Regions from separate parts of the Mus musculus genome. Here all the other regions are linked to region 1. A link is a contact called in public Hi-C and HiChIP or PLAC-seq data. All regions are on one chromosome and are shown on one strand. The core of a region is the stretch at or near the end of the contact, and the rest is flanking DNA. Distances in the headings are between cores, read along the strand shown. Region 1 has its middle 220 kb from the start of Gm40207. Region 2 has its middle 34 kb from the start of E130114P18Rik. Region 3 has its middle 56 kb from the start of Cyp2j5. Region 4 has its middle 20 kb from the start of E130114P18Rik.

Region 1 (2,700 bases), core at 5-2,504:
ATCTATCTATCTATCTATCTATCTATCTAGTATATGTGCATGTATTATATGTAATGTATATATCCATTATATGTATGTATGTGTGTATGTATGTATGTTTTGTCAATTACATTTTGTTTTCCTTGTTTCCTGTGGCTCTCAAACAATTCAGATGTTCTAGAACAACATGTTTTAATGGCTTTGTCCTACAATATCTCTGCTACTTCTCATAGGGGCTTTCTCTTCTAAACGCTTTTCACTCAAAACATATTCATTCAAGTGACAGGTGTTGGTGAGAGATTTGGGGGGGGTGGAATGATAAAGCAATTTGAACTAGGACAAAGCACACTGGGGTTGGATTTGAACACATAAAACCTCTAAGCCTACTTTTTAAACAACCTTAGCCAAGTTACTTAGTATTTGTCTTTAAGTTTGAAAGTTACCATTTAAAACAAAGAAGAAATAAAAATGACCGTCATTTTGTAATGATAAGAATTAGGTGCAGCGTTTGAGTTAACGTATTTTACAATTTGGTTTCTGGTGTTGCCTTCACTAAAGGTAATTTTTGTTGGTCTTGTTGCCACATCTGGAGGTACTTGATTTAGCTGTAGCAGGTTACTTCCATATATCAGCTACTCTTCATGAGAAGATCTTCCCTCAGCTATTTCAGGCTTTTCTTCATCTCCCTTCAGGACACACACTGAAGGGCATAGTAAAATGTATTTTGTACTATTACAAGCAAAAAATCCTTTGCCAAGAATTTAGCTCTGATGTGCTTGGCACAGCAAAGCAACGGAGAGAGAGAAATGAAGGATTGCAGCAATTATAAATGGGCGAACATTCCACCGTACTCCAGAAGAATAGATTCCAGGCCAGGCTGCAATGAAAGATCTGGGGGAGGGGGAAGTTGCACAAGTGACTCCATTCAAACATGGGAACAAACCCTCCTAAGAATGACTACAGAAAGAAACACCTGCCACCCAATTCTTCACATGAGAGTTTGGCAGAAATACAGTGGGCAATTTGGAGTGACTTTTATTTTCCAAATTAAAGGGACTGAACAAGAGAACTATACAAATTAATTCCTGAAAATGAACTCTTAACTTCCAAATGCTATCTAAGCGGATAGATCAGAAGTCAGAGGTCAGAGGTCACTTTCTGCTTTTTGCATCTCAAAAACTATGTTTTCTTTTTGCTTCAGGATTTTGTTTGGCATCTTTAAATAGCTGCAGGGTTCTGAAACAGCCTGACGCTCCCAGGGCCTGCTCTCTTCCTTTCTTGGCTGTTGCCTCAGATATTCTTGAATTTATGGGACTGTTTCTCCCTTTCTCCCACTCTCTGTCCTTCCTACTTTCCCCCTCTATTTCCACATATTTTTATCTTTTCATTTGAATTGGCACACAGATTTCATGTGACAAAGAATATACAAACTTGACAAACTCTAGTCAGCTAGTATAAGTAGAGATGCTTATATAGCCCCACCTCTGTACAACTCAGAATGCTGACGTCATCTGCATCCACAGCACCTCCATTTTCTCCTTCAGTCCTCAGCTGGTACCGCCAGACACAGAATGGCCACCAGTTTTCTGTTTTTGTTTGTTTGTTTGTTTGTTTACATATCATCTTTTATGGAACTAGAATTTTGGTTAAATATATTATGTACTTATATATTATATATGATTTCTACATGGCTGGTTTTTTTAAGTGTAATCAGGTTTTTGCATGTATCTGGAATTTATGGTTTGCCCAGTGATTCTACATTGGGTTTATAACATACTTATCATTAAGCTGCTTGCTGGGAATGTGGAGTAGCTTTCAGGTTTGTGTTCTTATAAATAAAATTGTTATAAAATCCCTTAAATACATTTTTGTGTGCAATTATAAATTATATTATTATACAATTTTATTAAATTGATCATACACAATATATATATACATATATATATACATACATACATACATAGAGAGAGAAAAAAAAGATTATTAAATGCTGAAATTTTATATAATAACTTAATATCTACTGCAGGTACACTATCGATACCTAAAACTTCTGTACAGCTAAGTGTTTATAAATGAAGATGGTATTCCTTACTGTAGTCCAACATACACATTATTATTTTTTCATTGTTTGATTGTATGAATTACAATCCATTCTGACAATTGTAAATTTAATTATTTATTCAAGCCAGCCCACACAAAAGACACAGAATCCAGGTATTTAATTTCCAAGCTGTACGCCTAGATCGGGCAGGCATTGGCATGATTCTCACTCACATCCCAGCCGCCACATGATCCTTGTTAGTTGCTCTTCTCCTGCCCACGTGCTCATGCTCTATCTCCTCTCATCATGGCTTCCTCCTCTCTTGCTCTCCTTTCTTCCCTTCCCCCTCTCTCTACCAGTGAGCAAGATTTGCATGTGAGGTGTACATGAGGATTCATCTTGGGGCAACCAGATCTTGGGGTACAGTATTTAGCATCTAAATACAAGCAGCACCAGACCAAACTCCTACAGACAATACTAAAAGAAACCATTTCAGTTTAGTCATTAAATGTACCTTTTCCAATATTACTTTTTATAACCGTTAGAGTGTTTCTAGGAAACAAATTTTTAGAGAGTTTTAATATGGATTAGAGTTGAGTTTTGTTGGATGCCATGTCTTTGCCTATTAAGACTATATTAAAAATATTATTTCAAAATAGAAAATAGACTTTTTCCCCATA
Region 2 (2,700 bases), core at 161-2,660, 430 kb before region 1:
CCCCCTTTTTGGCCCTGGTGTTCCCCTGTACTGGGGCATATAAAGTTTGCAAGTCCAATGAGCCTCTCTTTCCAGTGATGGCCGACTAGGCCATCTTTTGATATATATGCAGCTAGAGTCAAGAGCTCCGGGGTACTGGTTAGTTCATAATGTTGTTCCACCTATAGGGTTGCAGATCCCTTTAGCTCCTTGGCTACTTTCTCTAGCTCCTCCATTGGGAGCCCTATGATCCATCCATTAGCTGACTGTGAGCATCCACTTCTGTGTTTGCTAGGCCCCGGCATAGTCTCACAAGAGACAGCTACATCTGGGTCCTTTCAATAAAATCTTGCTAGTGTATGCAATGGTGTCAGCGTTTGGATGCTGATTATGGGGTGGATCCCTGGATATGGCAGTCTCTACATGGTCCATCCTTTTATCTCAGCTCCAAACTTTGTCTCTGTAACTCCTTCCATGGGTGTTTTGTTCCCAAATCTAAGGAGGGGCAAAGTGTCCACACTTCAGTCTTCATTCTTCTTGAGTTTCATGTGTTAATACAACTTGCCAGATGATTCAGTGTTGCTCGCTTGCTCGCCCTTCCTTCCTTCCTTCCTTCCTTCCTTCCTTCCTTCCTTCCTTCCTTCCTTCCTCCCTTCCTTCCTTCCTTCCTTCCTTCCCTCCTTCCCTCCTTCCCTCCTTCCTTCCCTCCCTCTCTGCCTTCCTTCCTTCCTTTCTCTCTCTCCCTCCTTCTGTCCTTCCTTCCCTCCCTCCCTCTCTTCCTTCCTGTCTGCCTTCTTTCTCTTTCCTTCTTTGTGGGTGGTGTGTATGTGTGTGTGTGTGAGAGAGAGAGAGAGGGGGGGAGGGAGAGAGAGGAGGGGGAGGGAGAGAGAGGGGGGGAGGGAGAGAGAGAGAGTATTTAGACATGTGCAGGAAGTCTCAGAATCTCTTGCAAAAACAGGATTAAAAGGAAAAAGGAAGGAAGAAAGAAAAAGTAGACCCCTCCCTCTCCAGGGAGACATTAGAGGAACAGTGAAGCCTGAGGGAAGTTTGAATGCCAAGAAAGCCTGTTTTGAGTCAGTAGGAAAGAGGCCAGTGTGGGCACCGTTGGGCAGCTGCGAGCTGCTGGCTCTATCCATTCAAAACCACTCTGGCAGAGGGGAAATGATCTTTCTTTTATCACTTTTTAAAAAGGAAGTTTAAAAAAACCGCAAAAGATGCAGAAACATACTGATGTCACTGAGAGGGGAGACCCAGGTCACCACCAACAGTGGGTGTCAGGGATCCCCCACCCCACAACCACAGCTCAGCTCTAAAAGGCGGCCCAGACAATAATCAGATGCCAAACCATGCGAAGTGCCCAGAGGCGACTCCAAAACACCCAGCCCACCAGCGGATAAAGGCTGCCAAGGAGCCAGATGCTGCAGCTTTAAAAATATCTTCCGCTGCTTGGCATCTGTAATCGCGGCTGCTGTCTCTTCTCCAGGAAGGAGCGGCCAGGCTGGGACAGCCGGGCAGGCGGCAGCAGTGCGCTTTTGCTAGGCGTAACCCAGAGCTCCAGAGTGCCTCTGGCCAGGCTGCCCACTTGGCCTTGTTAAATCACCTCCAGCATATGGTGAGAGACATCTGCCCAGGATCTGGACCTCACAGACAGGATGAGGAGGCTGGAACCAGCTTTCTGAGACTGAATGTTCAGGCTGAGCTTCCATAGGAAGCCAGGGGGCATTTCCAGGACTTGGATCTCCTTTGCACAGGGCTGAACTCTTAAAAAGAAGGATCCCTCTGGGTCATGCCACGATCAGTCTAGTTTCCTGAGACACCTGCTGATTTAGCCGTGAAACGGAGTAAAATTTATGCCTTGTGATTTGATGTGGGGAAGGATACTAACTCATTCTAAAGCATGCTTCTGCCCTTTGTGTTCCAGTTGAAGGAATCGCAGTTTTTCCATTAGAAAAGTCAGACAATCTTACCAACAGGTTGTAGTTTCAGGAGTCCCCAGAGATCTAGGTAGCACTTTTCCTGATTCTTGCTAAATGGCTGGCATTGATGAAATTTGTCTGACTAGGAATTGGGTCCCTTTGACACACTGAGATATAGCAAACCATCTGACTGAACTGGCAAATTTCTTCTTAGGCAGCAGTAGGGAGTTAATAAGCTATTTATGAGAGGAGCCAGAATCTTGCTTTAAAAAAACCTTCCCTTTGTCTCTCTTATCCAGTTTCTCCTTCTACCCAAAACATCAAATTATAAAGGCAAAACTGTGGTTTCTTTTCTATTTCATTTTAACCTTCAGATAGCACTTCATTGATTTATTTTATACTTCCCCGTTTAAAAAGGAGGGAGGATACAGTCCTTTTGATGAGGCAACAGCTCAGAACTGAAGCTGGGGGAGAAATCCATTCATGATTTAAGGAAGAAAGAGTCACAGGTATGCTTACAGACATGACCCTGTACACCACAAGAGCTGGGACAACCCTACTTTATCCTTGTGTATACAACATCATAATACAACATCATATCCTTGTATGACGGAGCATCTTTCCCAGAATGTATCTGGGTTTTCTTTTATAGTGACATCAATGGTCTACAAGTCAGTGGATGCTTGCAGCTGGCTTTTGGACCTTTATTCTCACCTGTCACCAATCCCAATGACACAGAGCTAACTTAAAGCCCCATCACTTCCAGGTTCCTCTCTAGTTGTGGGACAAATGGATGAATTATACC
Region 3 (2,700 bases), core at 121-2,620, 470 kb after region 1:
GGTATCATAGGGACTACTTTCAGGGATTTATGCCTTAGAGGAAAGGTCTTGGGCCCAAATTCCAAATGACAAGGGGAAATGGGAACTTATAACCAATGGTCAACAAAGCAGGGGGTGAATACATGGACAATCACAAAGAGGCCTCAGAGGCAGGGGTGAAGTTTCTGAATTAGGGTCATGCTTCATAAAGTCAGACTACATGGTCACAGCACGGTTAGAATTTAGGCAAGAAGGGAATCTTGGTTTGGAGGTTGTCTGTATGCTTATCTGTCTGCTTGTATATATATCATGAGAGTATACTCATTACTTTTATATGAGTAAAAATTAAGGAAATAAAATTTAAATCCATAGAGAAGATTATTTATTAAGGTAACAATGTGACAGTAGAGGTTATAGGAGGTCTGCTATGAAGCCAACAAATTGACATAAATAGTAATATGCTATGATGTCATTACACTTCAAAATGTCATTGTGGCATTTGTTGTTTTTTATTATTTTCAGATAGTGGCTTATTGAATACTCATTATGTGTCACTGTGGAATTCTAATAAAGATAGAGAAATAAAGACCAGTGTCTGTTGGTTGATAAGCTTCCTGCAGTAGGACCTTCCTAAGTGGGTGACAGTATGCAGTAAGCTTTTTAGAGATGATACAGTGGTGTGTGTGTGTGTGTGTAAGAGAGAGAGAGAGAGAGAGAGAGAGAGAGAGAGAGAGAGAGAGAGAGAGAGAGAGAGAGTAACTTTCCAAGGATCACAAACTTCATCTTTAAAGATGAAGAGAATAAAGGATAGAGGCATTTTCTCAGCTGGATCAGACTCTCTCATACCATATAGCCTTGAGCAACTCACTTTTTTAGTAGAGCAACACCATTCCATTCATATTAAATGAGATATTGCATCAATGGCTTAGCAGTGTATCTTGAATGCCACAGAGAAGTACCACAGAGGAAACAAGTATCCTCTATTTTTATACAATTCTTCCCTTCACAACAGGCCTAATTATTAGTTTTTTTCCAGATATTGAAACTAGCGTTTGGATCATTTTCAGAGTGCTTTCCTGGTCAGCAGAAACTGCCTTTTACATTATCCTCCCACCTGTAATTGCTTCTCTTACTTTACAAAATAGGTTGGCATTACTATGCCCATTCTACTGTTGAAAAAACTGAAGCTCAGGGTACTACTGAAATCACTTTGGTTCCAACAGGCCTAGTGAGAGTGACTAAGCCAGGAGTGAAAAACTGTTGTGTAAATTCCAAGTCCAGCAATGCTATGTAGGCCACACTGGCAGCAAACAACTAGTACAACACCCCTGTATGAATGGCCTCATTGTCCAGCAAGACTGGCAGCAAATCCAACATAGCCTCTTCTACTTTGTCATCAGCACCAATGCCCAGATCCTTGACCATGTGGGTCACTGGTGAACACCTACTGAATGGAGCCCACACATGAACATTAGCAAACCCCAGCTGCTTTCTCTCAGCTCCATACCCCTCTGAGCCAGTAACAAGGCATTCTCAGCCACCTGGAGGTGGTATGTTCACAGACACAAAAGCATAACTAAAGTGATAAAATAGTCCAAAGTTTGCTAAGTGTTTTCTAACTTGAAGAATTTCCCAAGATCATTAAGAGGAACAATAAAGATGGGGGTGATACTCTAATTGGGATCAGAAACTGGAGAGCTTTGGTGCCATCTAGGGAACTGTGAAGTTCTGGAAACAAGTGTGTGCTTTTCTTTTCTCCCTCTCCTCTCTGTCTTTATGAGCCTTTCAGCTACAGTTCCAATGCTCCTTAGCAACAAAGGCGAGCTTCCCAGAGCTGGGTGACTCAGGAATGCCAGCCCTTTCCCTCATTAGCATTGAGGGGCCTCATCTGCCTGCGCAGTTGGCCAGAAACCATGCAAAAGGCAAAGTGGTTTGGGGAGGGCCCAGCATTTACCACGGCTTGTTGGAAAGTGGGAAGCTGCCTCAAAAGTTTCCAAACAAAAGGCATCAATATTATTTGTGGAGCCATCAGGCTGCCTGGGACACAATATGGCTCTGGCTTGGCCACATGCTCCCGCCCCAGGTTCTGAGCAAAGACTCCAGGCCTTCCCACATCACATCTTGGCCTTGGATCTTTACACAGTGCATTGTTTCCCTCTCCCCCTTCTGTTTTGTTGCTCTTCAGACTCAGTTTTTCCAAAATGGACAATGGGTAGACTCCAACTGGTAGTGGGGTTGCCCAGAAGAGGGCAATTGACAAAGGGTAAGTGGTCAGATGGTAGGACAATCACTAGCAGATGGTGCTTCTGAGGATAGAGTCCAGGAAAATTCATAGGCAGATTGAGCTCTGACAAAGGCCAAGGGAGATTTATCTTGTAAAGAGCAATTGGCACTTGGTACCAATCCCTAAAGCCCACACACTACTATCCCACACAGTTTTCTGTTCTTGCAAAGGGAGATTTAGACTGAGAATCTGTCTCATCAGAATTCCAAAGTTCTGGTTAGTTAGCCAATCCCCAGAAGATTATAACTGAAGCTCATTTTCTGCTTTCAAGGAGCCAGCTCTAAGCAGAGATTCCTTGGGCTTCCTTGGGCTTGGACACCTTCTGAGATGTGACTCTTCACTATGTGTTCTCTCAGACAAGTCCAATTTGTTCTTCCAAAATCCATCTCTCTTTTCCCTGTGGACATTGAGAATGTAGATTGATGACTCTGCTCCCT
Region 4 (2,700 bases), core at 184-2,683, 370 kb before region 1:
TTGACTATGCATTTCCCTTCGCCATTGAGCTTTCTACCTTCATTGCTTTCATGGGACTCTTTATCATCCTTTAAATTCAATTAAAATTATCTTTAGCATTTCTTATTTTCATTAATGTAGTGGTGATGAAACCCCTCAGCTCTTACTTATCTGGGAAGGTATTTCTGCTTTATTTCTGTGGAGACTATAGCCATATGTAGTATTCTTGATTGACACTATTTTTCTTTAGCACTTGAACATATCATTGTGTTTCCGTTTGCCCCGCAAGCTTGCAATGTGAAATCCCTTCTTATTCTTACCAGGCTGTCTTTGTATGTGACAAGTCACTTTTATTTCTGTGCCTACAAAATCCCCTATCTTTGATTGTTGACAATGTGATTGTAATTTCTCAGATGCGCTTCTTTGGTTTAATCACAGCTAGGGTCCTTTAGACATCTAGATGTCCATTTTCCCTCACAGGGTCACTTATTCACACCATCTTATTATCTGCCTCTTTTCTGTTCTCTCTCTCATCTTTGTTTATTGTTTTTAGCACTAGGAATTTATCCAAGAACCCAATAAACTCTATGGCAATCTCCCATCGCTTTCTTTCCTAACCACTCTACTTTATGATAGCCTCTCATTTCCGTAGGATTGTTTTATTCTCTTTTTGTGTTCATTTTTACTATGCTTCTGATTGGATAATGTCAATGTCTTTGTGACTGCTGATTCTATCTTGTGAATGAAGTTACTACCATTGTGAATTTTCAGTTCTATTCTGTGTTCTTTAGCTTTGAAATCACTGTTTGGTTATTTAAAAAAAAAAAAAGAGAGAGACTTGATACTGTTATTCTATTCATTATGTTCTTGTGAGTTGATTGAATGTAACATGGATATTTTGAATTCTTAATTTGGTCATTCACTTAACTCCATTACCTGAAGTTAGGCTTTGGAGATTCTTTTGTTCCTATGGTTGGGCCATGATTTCTCAGGTTTTTATGTATGCCTTGTACCTTTGTATTTGGTTGTACATTTGAAACACACCTGCCTCTATATCATTTTACTTCAACTATGTACAAGGAAAGACTTCCACAGTCATTTGAGGTCAAGATTCCAGAACCTCGTCAAATTTGTCTAGGGATACATTTTTCTATGCTTTCATGAATAAGCCCGGCAGAGTTTTGCTGGCTTAGTCTTCAGTTTGTAATCTCTTCCTCCCTCTAGTGTCTATCTGTAGTATTACAAGTTCCAACGTGCTAAACTATGTGCCTTTCCCTGAGGCCTTGGGGACCATCAGGAACCTGTGTTGGGTAAGCCAGAAACCAGTCTCTTTGAAGGTCCCTGAAGAGCTGGGATTTTTTCTTTTTTGGACACATGTCCGCTCCATTCACCCCTTCCACTCCCAGAGCCACAAGCTGGGCTCTCACTCCCTAGGTGGCAGGCTGTGCCAGTTTCTGTTTGTGGTATTACAAGTTCCCTGGCACTGACATGAGCTGCCGAGCTCACTTTTGTTCTCTGCAGCCCCTAGGCATGAACACTGTGAAGTATGTGAGAAGGAAATTAGTTCCTCGAGAGAAGAGACTTTGAATGCAAAATCTATTTTTCTCTTTGCCCTCCCCCCCGCCCCCCAAGGAAGAGACTGATAATTGGACTTTTGCACTCTGGAAAAGGAGACGTTTGATATGGAACGGCATCTTTTACTACATCTTCTCTTTATATCTACCACCTCTTTTACCCCTCCCCCTCTCTTCCACACTCCCTCCTAGTTTCCTTATTTTTTTTCCAGATCGACCAGTACTATTCAGGCTGGTCTTGAATTTGTGTTCGTCTTACCTCAGCTTCCTAAGTAGATGGGATTAAGGACGGGTCCCTGCACTTGGTTTGCCACTCTCAGCATGACTATTCTTGGCTTTGAACTTATTTCTAGGGTTCTCATGAAGGCATTTCCCACTCACATGTGTCATATTATAGTCACTCTTTCTATGAGGACAATGAGATTTGGTGCTTCTGATTCCACCATCTTGCTAATATCATCGTCCTCTGTCTCTTAAATAATGAGAAATGAAAGCATTCCCCACCCTCATGTGCGGAGACACTAAGTCTTCTTTCCCATATGCCGCCTGAGACCTTCTCCCTATCTTTATACAGTTGTATTAACAACGTATCTTATTCAACATGGTCCATCCCGGGGCTCTAGGCTTCTAGGAGCAGATGCAGTATTACATTTTACTCAAGGTCTTGTACTGGAGAACCCCATATTTCCTAAATATATTTAAAAAATAGTGGAGAACATATGGGTGTCTGTGTCTATCAGGTTCTAGTGTTGAGAGCTGTTGTATACAACTGTCCTAGTTAGCTTTAACTGTCAACTTGAAGGCTAAAATCACCTGAGAAAATGAAGTTTCAATTGAGGGATGGCAGAAGATGGGCTGGCAGAGGCATGTCTGTGGGGGGTTATCTTAATTATCAATTGATGTAGGAGAACCCAGCCCACTGTGGAGGGCACCATTCCTTAGGCCAGTGTTTCTCAACATTCCTAATGTGTTGACTTTTTATTTAATACAGTTCCTCATGTTGTGGTGACCCCCCAACTATAAAATATTTTCTTTTGCTACTTCATAACTGCAATTTTGCTACTGTTATGAGTCCTAATATAAATATCCAAGCTTTCTCATAGTCTTAGGTGACCCTTATGAAAGGATTGTTCATCCCCTAAATGGG

Evidence for each region. A called contact is a pair of places that touch in the nucleus more often than the background predicts. HiChIP or PLAC-seq counts read pairs in DNA pulled down with a chosen protein or histone mark.
Region 2: a contact with region 1 is called in an H3K4me3 HiChIP or PLAC-seq map of neural progenitor cells, with 8 times the contacts expected there. The contact joins two enhancer-like sites. A contact is called at or near these places in 2 of 115 datasets of contacts at active chromatin or transcription factors (neural progenitor cells and stem cell-derived neural progenitor cells).
Region 3: an H3K27ac HiChIP or PLAC-seq map of neural progenitor cells shows a contact between it and region 1, with 7 times the contacts expected there. The contact joins two enhancer-like sites. A contact is called at or near these places in 2 of 39 promoter capture datasets (the C10 cell line and liver), 1 of 484 Hi-C or Micro-C datasets (neural progenitor cells) and 3 of 115 datasets of contacts at active chromatin or transcription factors (astrocytes, neural progenitor cells and stem cell-derived neural progenitor cells).
Region 4: a Hi-C map of stem cell-derived neural stem cells shows a contact between it and region 1, with 2.2 times the contacts expected there. The contact joins two enhancer-like sites.

The regions. Positions count from the first base shown.
Region 1 is chr4:97,191,580-97,194,279 of GRCm38.p6, reverse strand. No RefSeq gene overlaps it. Among named protein-coding and RNA genes, the nearest start is that of Gm40207, 220 kb to the left of the region's middle. Within about 2 kb of position 1,254, at least 27 of the 459 cell types and tissues checked have an H3K27ac peak or open chromatin away from gene starts, as enhancers often do. A contact at or near this core is called in neural progenitor cells, stem cell-derived neural progenitor cells and stem cell-derived neural stem cells, where this site is marked.
Region 2 is chr4:97,617,556-97,620,255 of GRCm38.p6, reverse strand. It overlaps a transcript of Nfia not described here. Among named protein-coding and RNA genes, the nearest start is that of E130114P18Rik, 34 kb to the right of the region's middle. Within about 2 kb of position 1,410, at least 90 of the 459 cell types and tissues checked have an H3K27ac peak or open chromatin away from gene starts, as enhancers often do. A contact at or near this core is called in neural progenitor cells and stem cell-derived neural progenitor cells, where this site is marked.
Region 3 is chr4:96,718,436-96,721,135 of GRCm38.p6, reverse strand. No RefSeq gene overlaps it. Among named protein-coding and RNA genes, the nearest start is that of Cyp2j5, 56 kb to the right of the region's middle. Within about 2 kb of position 1,370, at least 60 of the 459 cell types and tissues checked have an H3K27ac peak or open chromatin away from gene starts, as enhancers often do. A contact at or near this core is called in neural progenitor cells and stem cell-derived neural progenitor cells, where this site is marked.
Region 4 is chr4:97,563,469-97,566,168 of GRCm38.p6, reverse strand. No RefSeq gene overlaps it. Among named protein-coding and RNA genes, the nearest start is that of E130114P18Rik, 20 kb to the left of the region's middle. Within about 2 kb of position 1,433, at least 8 of the 459 cell types and tissues checked have an H3K27ac peak or open chromatin away from gene starts, as enhancers often do. A contact at or near this core is called in stem cell-derived neural stem cells, where this site is marked.